Regions from separate parts of the Mus musculus genome. Here regions 2, 3 and 4 are each linked to region 1. The links are chromatin contacts, called in public ChIA-PET and promoter capture Hi-C maps. All regions are on one chromosome and are shown on one strand. Each heading gives the region's core, a stretch centred on a gene start, on an enhancer-like site or on the middle of the called end of the contact. The rest is flanking DNA. Distances are from core to core; before and after follow the strand shown. Region 1 holds the start of Hdhd3 (haloacid dehalogenase-like hydrolase domain containing 3). Region 2 has its middle 6.3 kb from the start of Gm30699. Region 3 holds the start of Zfp618 (zinc finger protein 618). Region 4 overlaps Gm30699 (a long non-coding RNA gene).

Region 1 (2,700 bases), core at 196-2,695:
GGTATTAAATACTAAGGGTTTCTCTGTAGACCAAAAACCTATAAAACAAGCACAGTGAAGTTGGTATGTGCCATGAGGCTATAAATCTGGAACCAAAGTCAGTCTTTGAACTCAGGGAATTTCCTTAGCAGGTTGAGGAATCCCGAGGAAAGAACATACAGAAAAAATATATATAAACTTCCTTGAGGCTGGGCAAAGTCTAGTGCTCTGGGCAGAGCTGAGCTCAGGTGCATAGCCCTGTAGGTCAAAGTCAGGAAGCAGTTATGCCTGCCATTATCTGTATGTGGTTTTGCCTCCATGTATATAAGTGCACCTCCGTCACGCCTGGTGCCTGTGAAGCCAGAAGAAGGTGTCAAATGCCCTGGAACTGGAATTTCAGACATTTGTGAGCTGTCACATGGGTGCTGGGAATCGAACCTGGGTCCTCTGGAAGAACAGCAGTGCTATTAACTTCTGGGCCATCTCTCCAGCCCATGACCCTTTTACAATTATTAGAAAATGGTGCCCTTGTTTAAGAAACCCATATTTATATTTGAGTATGCTTGACTTTCCTCAGAGTCCTTCTTTCCCCCCTAACCCTCATGCTTAATCCTGCATTAAAATGTTATTAATAAAATTTCCAACTTGGCTTCATTTAAAAAAATTACTAGTAATGTCAAAAAAGAGAAAGGTTCCTGGAGACTCTGACCAACAACATAACTGGTGAGGAGCTGGTGGAACCAGAGAGGGGCTGTGAACCTGCCAACAGCCTGGATTAGAACCCAAATGTCCAGACTCTAGCCAGGGCTGCCTTTGCTTACCCATGTTTATATTCTTTTAAAAGTTGGATTATGTTGAGCCTGGGAAGAGTGGGACAGAAGACAGTCCGTTCCAACTTGGCTCTGAGCTGCAAGTTCTCCCTGGAGTTATTAGTGCCAAATACCCAACTGTCAGTTCTCTGCCTGGAGTCAGAGACTGATTGCAGGTTTGTCTCCAGACAGAGGGGACTGCTTAGCTGTGTCTTTCAATCTGTGGGGTCCGGGGTTCATTCAGAATGCAGCCAAACAAAACAGAGGTGAGGAGGGGTGTGGGGGCGGGGCGCGTAAAGAAATGTGACAAAGAAGAGATTTAAGTCAGCTCGAAATAGTGAGACAACTTTAAAAGGGCTCTCATCGAGCAGGTAGGTAGGCTGAGGCCCAGCCAGGAACCAGACTGGTTCCGAAAGTCCTCTGGATGTCTCAGGACAAAAGTCATAGCGGGGCTGGGGCTCCGCTGCAGGACTGACTACCCTAAAAGCAGCGGGACGCGAGACTGGAGCCTCCGGGGCCAAGTCCACTGCTGGCTGGCCTCCAGCGTCCCCAGCTCGACTGCACGGATTCCCACGGTTTAGCACCCTCCACCCAGCCCCGGGCCTCCGCACCCACCTGGCTCGGGAAAAGAGACCTGAGACGCAGCGGCTGCTCCACCGGCTCTATGTAGGCGATCAGTAGCTCGCGACCCTCGGACTTGCCATTGATTCTCGCCCCGCCCCACTCTAGGCGTCACCAAGCTCCTCCCTCGCGCCCGTCACTCGCCACGCTGAGTCTTGGGCCTCTTGTCCCTTAGGTTACCCCGTAGCTTCCCTGCTCCCTGTCTCACGCCCTCTCACCGTCCCCTGGCTTCTTAAGGTCACTGTCTCACCCCTCATCACGTTCCTCCCCACTGCCCTTATACTCATTATCACAACCCAGGTGTTCTCTTTGCTTCTCATCTCTATCCCCCGGCCCCCGCCTCCGTGGGATGGAGACACTTAGGGGACCTAGACTAACTTGGGAATGGCAATGGCGGGGAGTGGGGTTAGGGCTCAGGCCGGCTCCCCAAACGCAGTGAGGACTCCAGCAAGGCTCTGTCCCTTTCTGTTCTGAGAGACCCCAGTTGGTTCTAGAAGGGAACTTCTTGTCTCACACACACAGTTTGTTGACTGCAATAACCTAGACACTTGGTTTTAAGATAGGGTCTCACTATGCAGGCAAACGGGTCCTGAGCATCTTCCTGCCTCAGCCTCCCAAGTGCTGGGATAATGGGCGTGCCACCGCCGTGTCTGTCTAACCTAGTTTCTCTCTGTAAAAAAACAAAAAACAAAAAACAAACAAACATTTAAAGGAAAGAAGAGTTTCCCTTTAAATGCGGTTTTCATAACTGAAATACACGTTTATATTCAAAAGTACCGTTGAAAGCAAAAAAGCAAAGCTTTCCTCTCAACCTAGTTGATTCGTGAGGTGCCAAGTAAGCACCTGTATTCTGTGTCTGACGCGTGGATAGAGCAGGAAAATGTCAGTTTCCTGCCTACGCGAACATGGGAGGATCAGGCAAAAACCAAGTTCATAACGGAAATGAGCTGTAAGTGCTGCCAAGGAATTGGCTGGGGGGCAGGGGCAGGAGGGCTTCCCTCTGCTCTTTTCTTCCCCTCCCCCACAGGTACCCTCTTAAAACATCTTCTGTTATCTCCTGGCTCTGTGGACTTTAGATGGACTCAACTCCCTCTCCCTGGGCCTCAGAAAGCAAAGTGCAAAGTCACAGAGCAGTCAGCTCACCTGCCAGACTGGTTTTGCCGAACAAGCTTGCTCCTCAGAAATGGAGGTAGAAAGGATAGCCAGGACATCAGAGGCCCACCTGTTCTTCAGAGAATCCTGGAATCCCTGACTGTATCTCTTTTCAGGGTCACCTCAAACCTAAGCCTGT
Region 2 (2,700 bases), core at 127-2,626, 280 kb after region 1:
GTAAGGGTCACTGTTGGCTTGTAAATATTTTTTCTTTTAAAATATTTATTTTATACTCAGGGATGTGTAAATGTGTGTGGGTAGATACCTGAGGAGGCCAGAGGTAATGTATCCAATGGAACTGAGGTTCCAGGCGTGTGAGCCCCTGAGGTGGGTCCTGGAAGTTGAACTCAGGACTTTTGGAAGAATAATGCATACTCTTATACTGCATTGTTTGTGCTTTTTTTTTTTGTCATTTTCAAATTTTTGTATGTTGATTTTTTAAAAAGTGAAATAATGGGTCCACATTTAATGGTAGGACCCGATACAAGACTACATCCTCATCTCCGTATTTTGGAAAATAGGAGAGTAGTCGTTTGGCAGAAGAGATCCTTTAAAAAACCCGCTAAGAGAGGCAAGAAGCCCCATTACTACCGCCGATGCCCACAAGAGGGCGTCTCAGGTCATCGAGAAGCAAACGCAAGCCCAGGATCGCTGCAGCTCAGCAGCGAATGACCAATGAGTAGGCTCTGATATACCAGTTGTGACCCCGCCTCCCCTGCGCTTTAAGGACCCCCTTTCTCTTCTACATCGCTGGAGCCATTTCTGCTTTCTCCAACCCTGAGGGCATACCGATCACTTTGTGTGTGTGTGTGTGTGTTGGGGGGTGGGGAGGACTGATGGACACAGAAATGGAAACAGCATACGACAGCTGTACTGCACACCCCCCCCCCCCCCACGAAGGCGTGACATTTCTGCCCTTCCAATGAAAGCTCTTCTTGGAAACTGAGGTCTGGAGCAGCCGTATTAAAGACATCTGTCACTAACCTTGTCAAAATCAACCTGGAGCTTCTCCGGCAGAGTCCAGTAGGTGGAGGCGCAGGGCGGGGCTCATCTTTTTTCTAGGACACTGCAAAGGGAGTGAAAGGTGTCACCTTGGTGGATACCCATCCAGGACACCACACATGCCATCTGTTTTGTGGCTTGTACAGGCACAGCAGAGAAGTGCCGCTAGCCCATTTTAAGATGGAAAGAGCGAGGCGAGGGGAAGTATTGCAGAGCCTATACGCTCAATATCTTTCAGCTCTTATGGGACACAAAGAATCGAGGTGGCAACCCTAGAAGGGTCCAGGCTTTCCCAGGTCCCTACTCTTCTGTAAAGAGGAGATGGGATTCAGCGTGGGAGGGGACCCTTCCTGAGAAGCAGGGTGGGTGAGGTGAATGCTCCCCTTCTGAATTCTCTAGGCTACAGGGAGACCCAGCTTTGCCTCCTGTGAGCCCGCGCAGGAAATCGGTTTTCCCTCCCATTAATGCCTGCTTTACTTACACTTCTTACCACAATTACTCTGCGGTAATTAACAAGGGAAATAACACATCTGGGGCTAACTGCGGCTCCAAACAGATGTACAAGATGCAAAGGCGTTCGGAGGGCCCCATGCTGTGTCACATCTGTCCTGAGTACCTACTGTGAGGGAGCTTTGAGTTCAGGAACAAGGCCCCTGCTGGCCACCAGGGTGGTTTTCTAGGGAGGTCTTGAGGGGTGCAGGGGTGGATCAACACTGTCGGTAAATGGTAAGTTCCTGAGGACAGCAGACAGGAGTGATTGTGGCAGGGACAGTCCTTCCTCTCCCTTCCCAGAGGTGACATGGAGCTGAGGGCAGTGGAGAAACCAGGGGGAAGTATGGCAGGCAGCCTGGGGACAGGCAAGTGTCATAGCTTGAGGCAGAATGAGGGTCTTGCCCTTTGGGAAAATGGACAGACTGGTGTGCAGCTGAGGGATACATATGAGGGTGAGGTGGCTCCTGAGCCCACAGAAAAGCAGTTAAAAGCACAGAGGGAAGCCCTTGAGGGGACCGGCTCTGTCTGCTGCTCTTATTCTTACAGGGCCACGGGTCCAGGGACTTTGCACAAGCTGGAAGTGACAGGCCAACGTGAGCCAGCCACCATTCCCATCTATTCTTTCCCACCTTTGACAGTGTCCCCTCCCCACCTTGCTAAGATGTCCCAAGCCTCCCAGGGACAATGAGTCCTGTCCTTCCCCTTCTCCCTGAGACCCCATTCCTCCTTCAGAGCAGGTGGCTTTGTGGAAGGACTCTGGAACTTTCATTGCAGACTTTCTGACTCCCCTTCTCCCGCCTTCCTATTTGGGATACTTCTAGCTTACCAGAGGCCAAGGGGGGCTAGGGAGGAAACTAGTTATGGACCCAAGTGGGTCCCTAGGAGAATGACTCCCCTCAGGAGCCACCCACACAAGGCAGGGCCTTGTCATTTTATTTTTATCATAGTTCTGTGTTCCCCCTACAACCACACCTTGCTTTTCATGGTCCCCAGGGACTTTCTATAAGGATCTCTTGATCATTCCTGCTCCCCTCCCAATTATGAATGCACCCGTCCCTGCCCTGTCCTTGTTGGGCATCCCTGGAAATATCTGCAGGTGTGTGCATGTGTGTATATGTGGCGATTGCTAAGTGGCTTTTAGAGTGCAGAGATAGGAACTGCCCTTTGTGGAGGCCTCTGGAGGGCAGTGGAGAGGGGACCCTGAGGAAGGAGGGGTAGTTCCACCCTGAAATTCTTCCCTCCCATACCTGGCTTGATTTTGATCATTCCTCTTTAGTGTATTCCTTTTTTTAAGGAAAACGGAGGCTGTACCCAGAGGATGAATGGATGGTTAGTTACTAAATCCATTTCACTAGCAAGGAGTATGTGTTTATGTGTGAGAGG
Region 3 (2,800 bases), core at 44-2,543, 460 kb after region 1:
GGAGAGTGGTGTCTTTAAAAACTAACTTGAAGGAAGAAGAAGGGTTCTAAGGGGACGGACAGTTCTAGAGCCCTTTCTGTTTAGAGGAGTTTGCTCTTTAAACTTTAAAAAGCTCCTACACATGTTTTCTTAAGGTGGAGTCAGAAAAAGCACCCGTTTAACTAGCCTTAATTTCCATAAAACAATCCTATCCTTATTTTTTTTTTCTCAAGGGAAGGGTAAGGAAACACATTGGTTCCTTTCTCATCTGATACATGGCAATTCTTCAACTTCTTATTCTAAAACTCAACTAGCTGTGGGAGAAGAATCCAGGGGTCTCTCTAGTTTTCATATAGGCCAGGTCTTTCTGATTTATTATTTTTAAGTCTATTTTGGGAGTAGGAGGACAGAAACAAACCCTTAAGTCTTCCTAAGTCATAAAGAGGAAGCTCTCATATAAGAAACATTTTGTATTTTTATAGTTTAGGACTTTTGAAAGAGCAGGCCTCTTTAACCTTTCAGTTCAAGTAAGAGGGATAAGTCAAAATTTTCCTTTTCTAACTGGGGGGGGGGGGGGGGGGAGGGGCTGACCCTTGTTCAACCTTCAACATCTCCTTCCATAGGGTCAGGTTTTGTGTTTTTTTTTTTTTTTTAATACTTTTACTTTTTTTGGCGGGGGAGGGTAAAAAAGTGACTTCACTGACATCAAACAGAAGAGAGGCTCCTCAAATAGTAAATTTATATTCAGACTTGATGGGGGTTAGAGAGGGTCCCCTTGGCCCTCAGTTCTCAAACTTATCTGCGAGGACGGGGAGGGGGGAGCTAGGTATAGCCTAGGCTACCGAATATTCCCAGGAAGCTTTCCAGTTTCGTTCCTCAAAACTTTTATTTAAAAAAAAAATCGATCTGATTTGGGGGGGGGGGAGAGCTTGTGGGGAGGGGAGAGGCGTTCCCATTAACCCCTTCTGTCCCACCAGAGGCCGCTCCCCAAAACTTTTCTGTGCCCCCACCTCCGCCCCACGCGAGCAAATGCCCCGCGCGCGAGGCTGGCGCGGGAAAGTTTGGGGGGCCGCCGGCGGCGCGGGGGACCGGCGGCTTTGTGTGAGGCGTGGGGCGTCGCGGAGGCCCGCGGCGGAGGCCGAGGAGAGGCCGGGGGCCCGCAGCGGCTCGGAGGCCGGCGGGGGCGGTGCGGGGCGCGGTGCAGCGCGGCGGGCGCGGGCCGGCGGGGCGATCTGCGGTCCCCGCGGCGGTCCCCCCCGGCGCCCCCGGCCCCCGCCCCCCGGCCCGCGCGGGGCGGGCGGAGGAGGGAGCGGCAGCAGCGGCGGCGGCGGCGGCGGCGGTGGCAGCGGCATTGTGCGCGCGGCGCAGCCCGGCCCGGGAGGAGCAGGACGCGCCGGGGCCGCCTCCTCCCGCACGGACCGATGAGCCAGCCGGACGGCGCGGCAGCTCCGCAGGTAACGCGGGGCCGGGGCGGGGGCCAGGGCGGGGGCCGCAGCAGCCCCGCGGGATGGCGAGCGCGGGCGCCGGCGGGGGGATCCGGAGTGGGGCCGGGCGGCCGGGGTGCGGGAGCGGCCCCCCGGGACGCTGCGGGGCGCGGGCGACGCGGGGGCGGCGGCCGAGGCTAATGGGGACCCCTCACCCGGCGTCCCCCGCCGCCCCCCGCGGCCCCCAGCTCGGACCGGAGCCCAGAAACAAAGCGGCGAGAGCACGGAGCAGCCATTGCAGTTTGGACAATTCAGATTTTGCGAAAATGCAACCTTCTTCCAGATCTCCCCCTCCCCCGAAATTTGCAATTTCCCCTTGACCCTCTCTGCTCTCATGGTCCTTGGTGACCCCCAGGAGAGCTTTCCTTCCAGGCCCCCAATCTTTGCAACAATCTTTTTTTTTTTTTTTTTTTTTTTTTTAAGGCCATATTTCCTTCTCTCAATTTTTTTTTCTAATTTTTCTTCAAACGGTAGTTTTTTCCCATTAAAACGACGCCACCTAGAGGATACTATTTTGTAAATAAAAAAAAAAAGAAATTAAAATTGAAAAGAAATATTTTTTATTTCTTATTTATTCCAAAGTTTCATCTACAAACTGGTGGATGTGGGAAAGATTCTTTTTTTCTATCTTTTTTGGAGTGAAAATTTTCACTTTGATCATTGAAAGGACATGGAGACAATTTTATTTCTGAAGCCAAATCCAGATAATATGTAAATGAAAATTAAGCTGGAATTTGAATGAATTCAATTCTTGAAGGGGAGAAAGCAAAAATACCTCCTAAAAGCAAAGGCAGTTTAGGTACCTAAGTTATTTTAATTTGAGTAAAAAAAAAATAGTAATTGGAATGAGAAAAGGGGGGAAATAGTTCAGTTTAGGGAAAGCTGGGAGAATTGGCTTTATGAAGCAATTAGAAATTGTGTTTCATTATAATTTGCGGCTTGTTTTGCTCCGTAGGCAAAAATGACTAATTTTGCCATTTGGCAGCGTTCAAAGTTTTTCCATTTCCAAGAAAGAAGGATTTAGGAGAGAAAATAGATCCTAAAATGTTGGCTTTGGACACACCCAAAAATTGTAGGTTTAAATTTTTACATTTACATTTTACTGCATTTAACTCCTGAGATTTTAAAGAAAAACAGAAATTGGAAAAGTTAGAGTGAAATCCTGCCGGTCTTTTTTCTGTTTTTTGTTATGTTGTGTGTGTGTATGTGTGTGTTGTGTGTGTTGTGTGTGTGTTTTGCTTTGATGGAATAATTATGACTGTTTCCTGATTTTGTTTGCTGCAAGGTCTAGGCATTTCTTGTTTTGTTGTTGTTTTATCTAGAAAATGTCAGGGACC
Region 4 (2,910 bases), core at 72-2,571, 260 kb after region 1:
GTCCTCTTTCTAAACTATCCAAGAGGCTTGGGTTAGGGAGAACGAGGGGGAAGACATTGTGGAAGGCCCTGCCCTCAGAAACCCTGAAGGGCTCCCTGTGGCAACATCAACCTTGAAGAGACTGTGAGGCAGTGGGCCGTGTGGGGAGGGAAGTTTTCAGAGGAGGTAAGGATGGAGTGGGCACAGAAGGTTGAGCAGGACTCAGGTGCCTTGGTGGCTCTCTGACTCTGAATCTCCCAGCCGTGCCCCTCCCCCCACTCTCTTCACTCCTTGATTCTCGACTTGACAGTCATAGCACAGCCGGCAAGGGTGCCTCTGCCTCCACTCACCTTCCTCCTACTCCTGCTCAAGGGTCACCAGAAGTCCCCTATCACTGTACAAAACAGACAGCAAACTCAGTCCTCTGCGCACCCAGCTTCTCCCTTGCCCATGCCCTTGTGTGTGTGGCTCGGTACATGTTGGTCGGGACTCAGCACTCAAGATCAAGGTCTTAAGAGCATGGCAGGGGCTGGCTGAGCAGCTACTAGACCGGATCCTACCCATTCTTGAGTGGCAGCTCCTGAGACAGATCTCAAGAAGGCAGAGAGGCAGGGCAGAGTTGACACATACCTGTATATTTAATTATAGGAACCCATGTGCACATACACCTATAAACACGTGCACGGACACACAGACACTCATATGCATAATACCCTTGTGAGTACACACCTAAAGACATGCATGAAGTGCACCCAAGCAAATGATACACAGCCATCCATCTGTGACTCCCCACCACGTGCATATACGTATGCTTACTTTTGAGGCATGCGTATTTCATACAGTATAACCTGACATCAAGCTTGCTATAGACTCAAGGATAACCATGAGCTTCTGGTTCTCCTGCTTTCACCTCCTGGGGGCTCAGATTAAGGTATACACCACTACACTTGGTTTGTGGAGCTCTGAGGGTGGAACCCAGGGCCTCGCGTATGCTAGGCAAGCACACTACAAACTGAACTATAGTTTAAGCCTGCGTATATGTGTACCTCTTAATTTTTAAATTTTTTGGTTTTTTGAGACAGGGTCTCTCTGTGTAGCCCTGGCTGTCCTGGAACTTACTTTGTAGACCAGGCTGGCCTCAAACTCAGAAATCTGCCTGCCTCTGCTGGGATTAAAGGCATGCACCACTATGCCCTGCATATGTGTACTTCTAATGCCTGACTCCCAAACCCTCCACTTGCTGGGTGATGACCTAATTGCTCAGGGCCTGGTGCAGAGCTTGTCTGGGCTGTGGCTGTGGATAGCCAGGCCTTCCCAGAATGCCTATGAAGGTAGGTCTGTATAGGGGACGCCACTGGGCCTCTGCTGACACCTTGTGGAGATGCTCCAGAAGGCACTCGTCTGCAACAGAGTAGATGGCAGGCTCTCAGTTTCTGTCATGGGGCTACTGGGAACATTTAGCGTTCCTGAAGCTACACAGTCCCGGGACAGGTCGCATTGGGGTTTTGTCAAATGCCATGGGTGTTCACTGGGCCTGGAGCAAGGTCCATATTTCTACCACCTACAAACCCTTACCTTCCTTATCAACCACACCAGGCCCCTGCTTTATTCTCTGTTGCCCAGTGAGCTGACTACTCATCTGGGTGTCTGGAAATTCCCGGCCTCTGGTCTAGATGTGTGCTCTGAGAATGTAGAGATGGGTACAGGTGTGTGTGGGGGGCTAAAAAAGGGAGGCAGAGCAAAGGGGACTCCTTGTCCCAGGAAACCCTTCCAGCTGAGAACCTTGTATTCTGGGGAGGAAACATTTGGAGGATTAAGTGACACCAGGGAACATAGGGCTCAGTGCACAGGTGGAGATGGTGCCTTAGGTCTTGTGTGTGTGGTAACAACTGAGGATACTGCCAACTCAATGGTCTAGCCAGGCCTGAGGGGTACGGCCTTCTAGGAGGGAGGAAGAGAAAAATGTGAGGCACTACTCAGGCTTATTTTCCATAATGTGTAAGACTGTGAAAGGCAGCCTGATTCCTGGTTGAGCTAAAGTTAGAAACCCTGGTAACCCTGTGGGTAGGCAGGTGTTTTGCCTGCTTCCCGGACACTAGGCTGCAGCTCTCCATAGATTTGTGTCTTTCAGTTACCTAAGGGCAACGCTCCGAGCCCCACCACAGGTAGAGGATGTGACCTGTGGTCATGTAGCCTCAAGACAGATCTCCATTTTAATGATGTACCTAAAGGCCTGGAGGCTTAGCCAATAAGCTTTCCTTCCCAGACACTCCTCCCTGCAAAAGGTATTTAACCTCAGGCCCACTCTGAGAAGGGGGTATGGTTTTACACATCCACTTTCCACCATGACAATACATGTCTTAAAACCATGGACTGTCTTTTTTCATTGGGATCCGCCATGGAGAGCAATGGAACAACCCTTTGTCTAAAGAGCCGGCCACCTAATCTCCCACAGAAGTCTTCTCAGTGTTCCTAGTCATGACCTCCACCAAGCCAAGCCACCAACCGAACAAACCAGTACTCTCCTCCCGGCAGGGCCCAGCCAGAGCTCTCCCCTCTTTTCCCTTCGACCCCAGCTGGTGCCCAAGATCCTGAGAACCAGGCAGCCCTGGCCTCCCTGCAGGCCTGGGGACCCCTGACCCAGCTCCAGCTGTCCTCAGGACCTCAGACTGTGCTCCCCCACTCCCAGAGCAGTGTCCCCCAGCTTCCCATAGCCTGACACCCGCCAGGCGTTGGTGTGGAGTACATGCAATCAAAACTTCCCACATCCTACCTCCCTGAGTGGCCCGAGCACTGTGGCAGAGCAGACGCGGGTCACCACAAACCCTACCGTCCACCTGGTATGCCAAGATCCTATTAGCAGGGTGTGCTGGCTAATCTTGAGTGTCACCTTTATTGGTTAAGAGATGTTCAGGAGCATCTAGTAAAATA

The links. Promoter capture Hi-C pulls out the DNA fragments that hold promoters and counts their contacts. ChIA-PET counts read pairs in DNA pulled down with a chosen protein or histone mark.
Region 2: an RNA polymerase II ChIA-PET map of effector CD8 T cells shows a contact between it and region 1, with 123 read pairs. The contact joins the enhancer-like site here to the promoter of Hdhd3 in region 1. A contact is called at or near these places in 1 of 39 promoter capture datasets (liver), 7 of 115 datasets of contacts at active chromatin or transcription factors (the 230-238 cell line, effector CD8 T cells, embryonic basal ganglia and 3 more) and 2 of 9 other capture datasets (adipose tissue and liver).
Region 3: a contact with region 1 is called in a promoter capture Hi-C map of second pharyngeal arch cranial neural crest. The contact joins the promoter of Zfp618 here to the promoter of Hdhd3 in region 1. A contact is called at or near these places in 4 of 39 promoter capture datasets (cranial neural crest, embryonic stem cells, maxillary cranial neural crest and 1 more).
Region 4: a promoter capture Hi-C map of trophoblast stem cells shows a contact between it and region 1, with 2.7 times the contacts expected there. The contact joins the enhancer-like site here to the promoter of Hdhd3 in region 1. A contact is called at or near these places in 17 of 39 promoter capture datasets (the 3T3-L1 cell line, 3T3-L1-derived adipocytes, the C10 cell line and 13 more), 2 of 484 Hi-C or Micro-C datasets (CD4 T cells and liver), 25 of 115 datasets of contacts at active chromatin or transcription factors (the SCID.adh cell line, T-cell acute lymphoblastic leukemia, bone marrow-derived macrophages and 15 more) and 2 of 9 other capture datasets (adipose tissue and embryonic trunk).

The regions. Positions count from the first base shown.
Region 1 is chr4:62,500,755-62,503,454 of GRCm38.p6, forward strand. It overlaps Hdhd3 (haloacid dehalogenase-like hydrolase domain containing 3), which reads right to left and starts at 1,446. Exons shown (of 2, transcript NM_024257.1): 1 at 1,404-1,446.
Region 2 is chr4:62,780,130-62,782,829 of GRCm38.p6, forward strand. No RefSeq gene overlaps it. Among named protein-coding and RNA genes, the nearest start is that of Gm30699, 6.3 kb to the left of the region's middle. Within about 2 kb of position 1,377, at least 82 of the 459 cell types and tissues checked have an H3K27ac peak or open chromatin away from gene starts, as enhancers often do. A contact at or near this core is called in effector CD8 T cells and embryonic basal ganglia, where this site is marked.
Region 3 is chr4:62,964,274-62,967,073 of GRCm38.p6, forward strand. It overlaps Zfp618 (zinc finger protein 618), which reads left to right and starts at 1,294. Exons shown (of 15, transcript NM_028327.1): 1 at 1,294-1,433. The coding sequence starts at 1,401.
Region 4 is chr4:62,762,865-62,765,774 of GRCm38.p6, forward strand. It overlaps Gm30699 (a long non-coding RNA gene), which reads right to left. Exons shown (of 4, transcript XR_881345.2): 4 at 2,351-2,910. Among named protein-coding and RNA genes, the nearest start is that of Gm30699, 11 kb to the right of the region's middle. Within about 2 kb of position 1,322, at least 31 of the 459 cell types and tissues checked have an H3K27ac peak or open chromatin away from gene starts, as enhancers often do. A contact at or near this core is called in trophoblast stem cells, where this site is marked.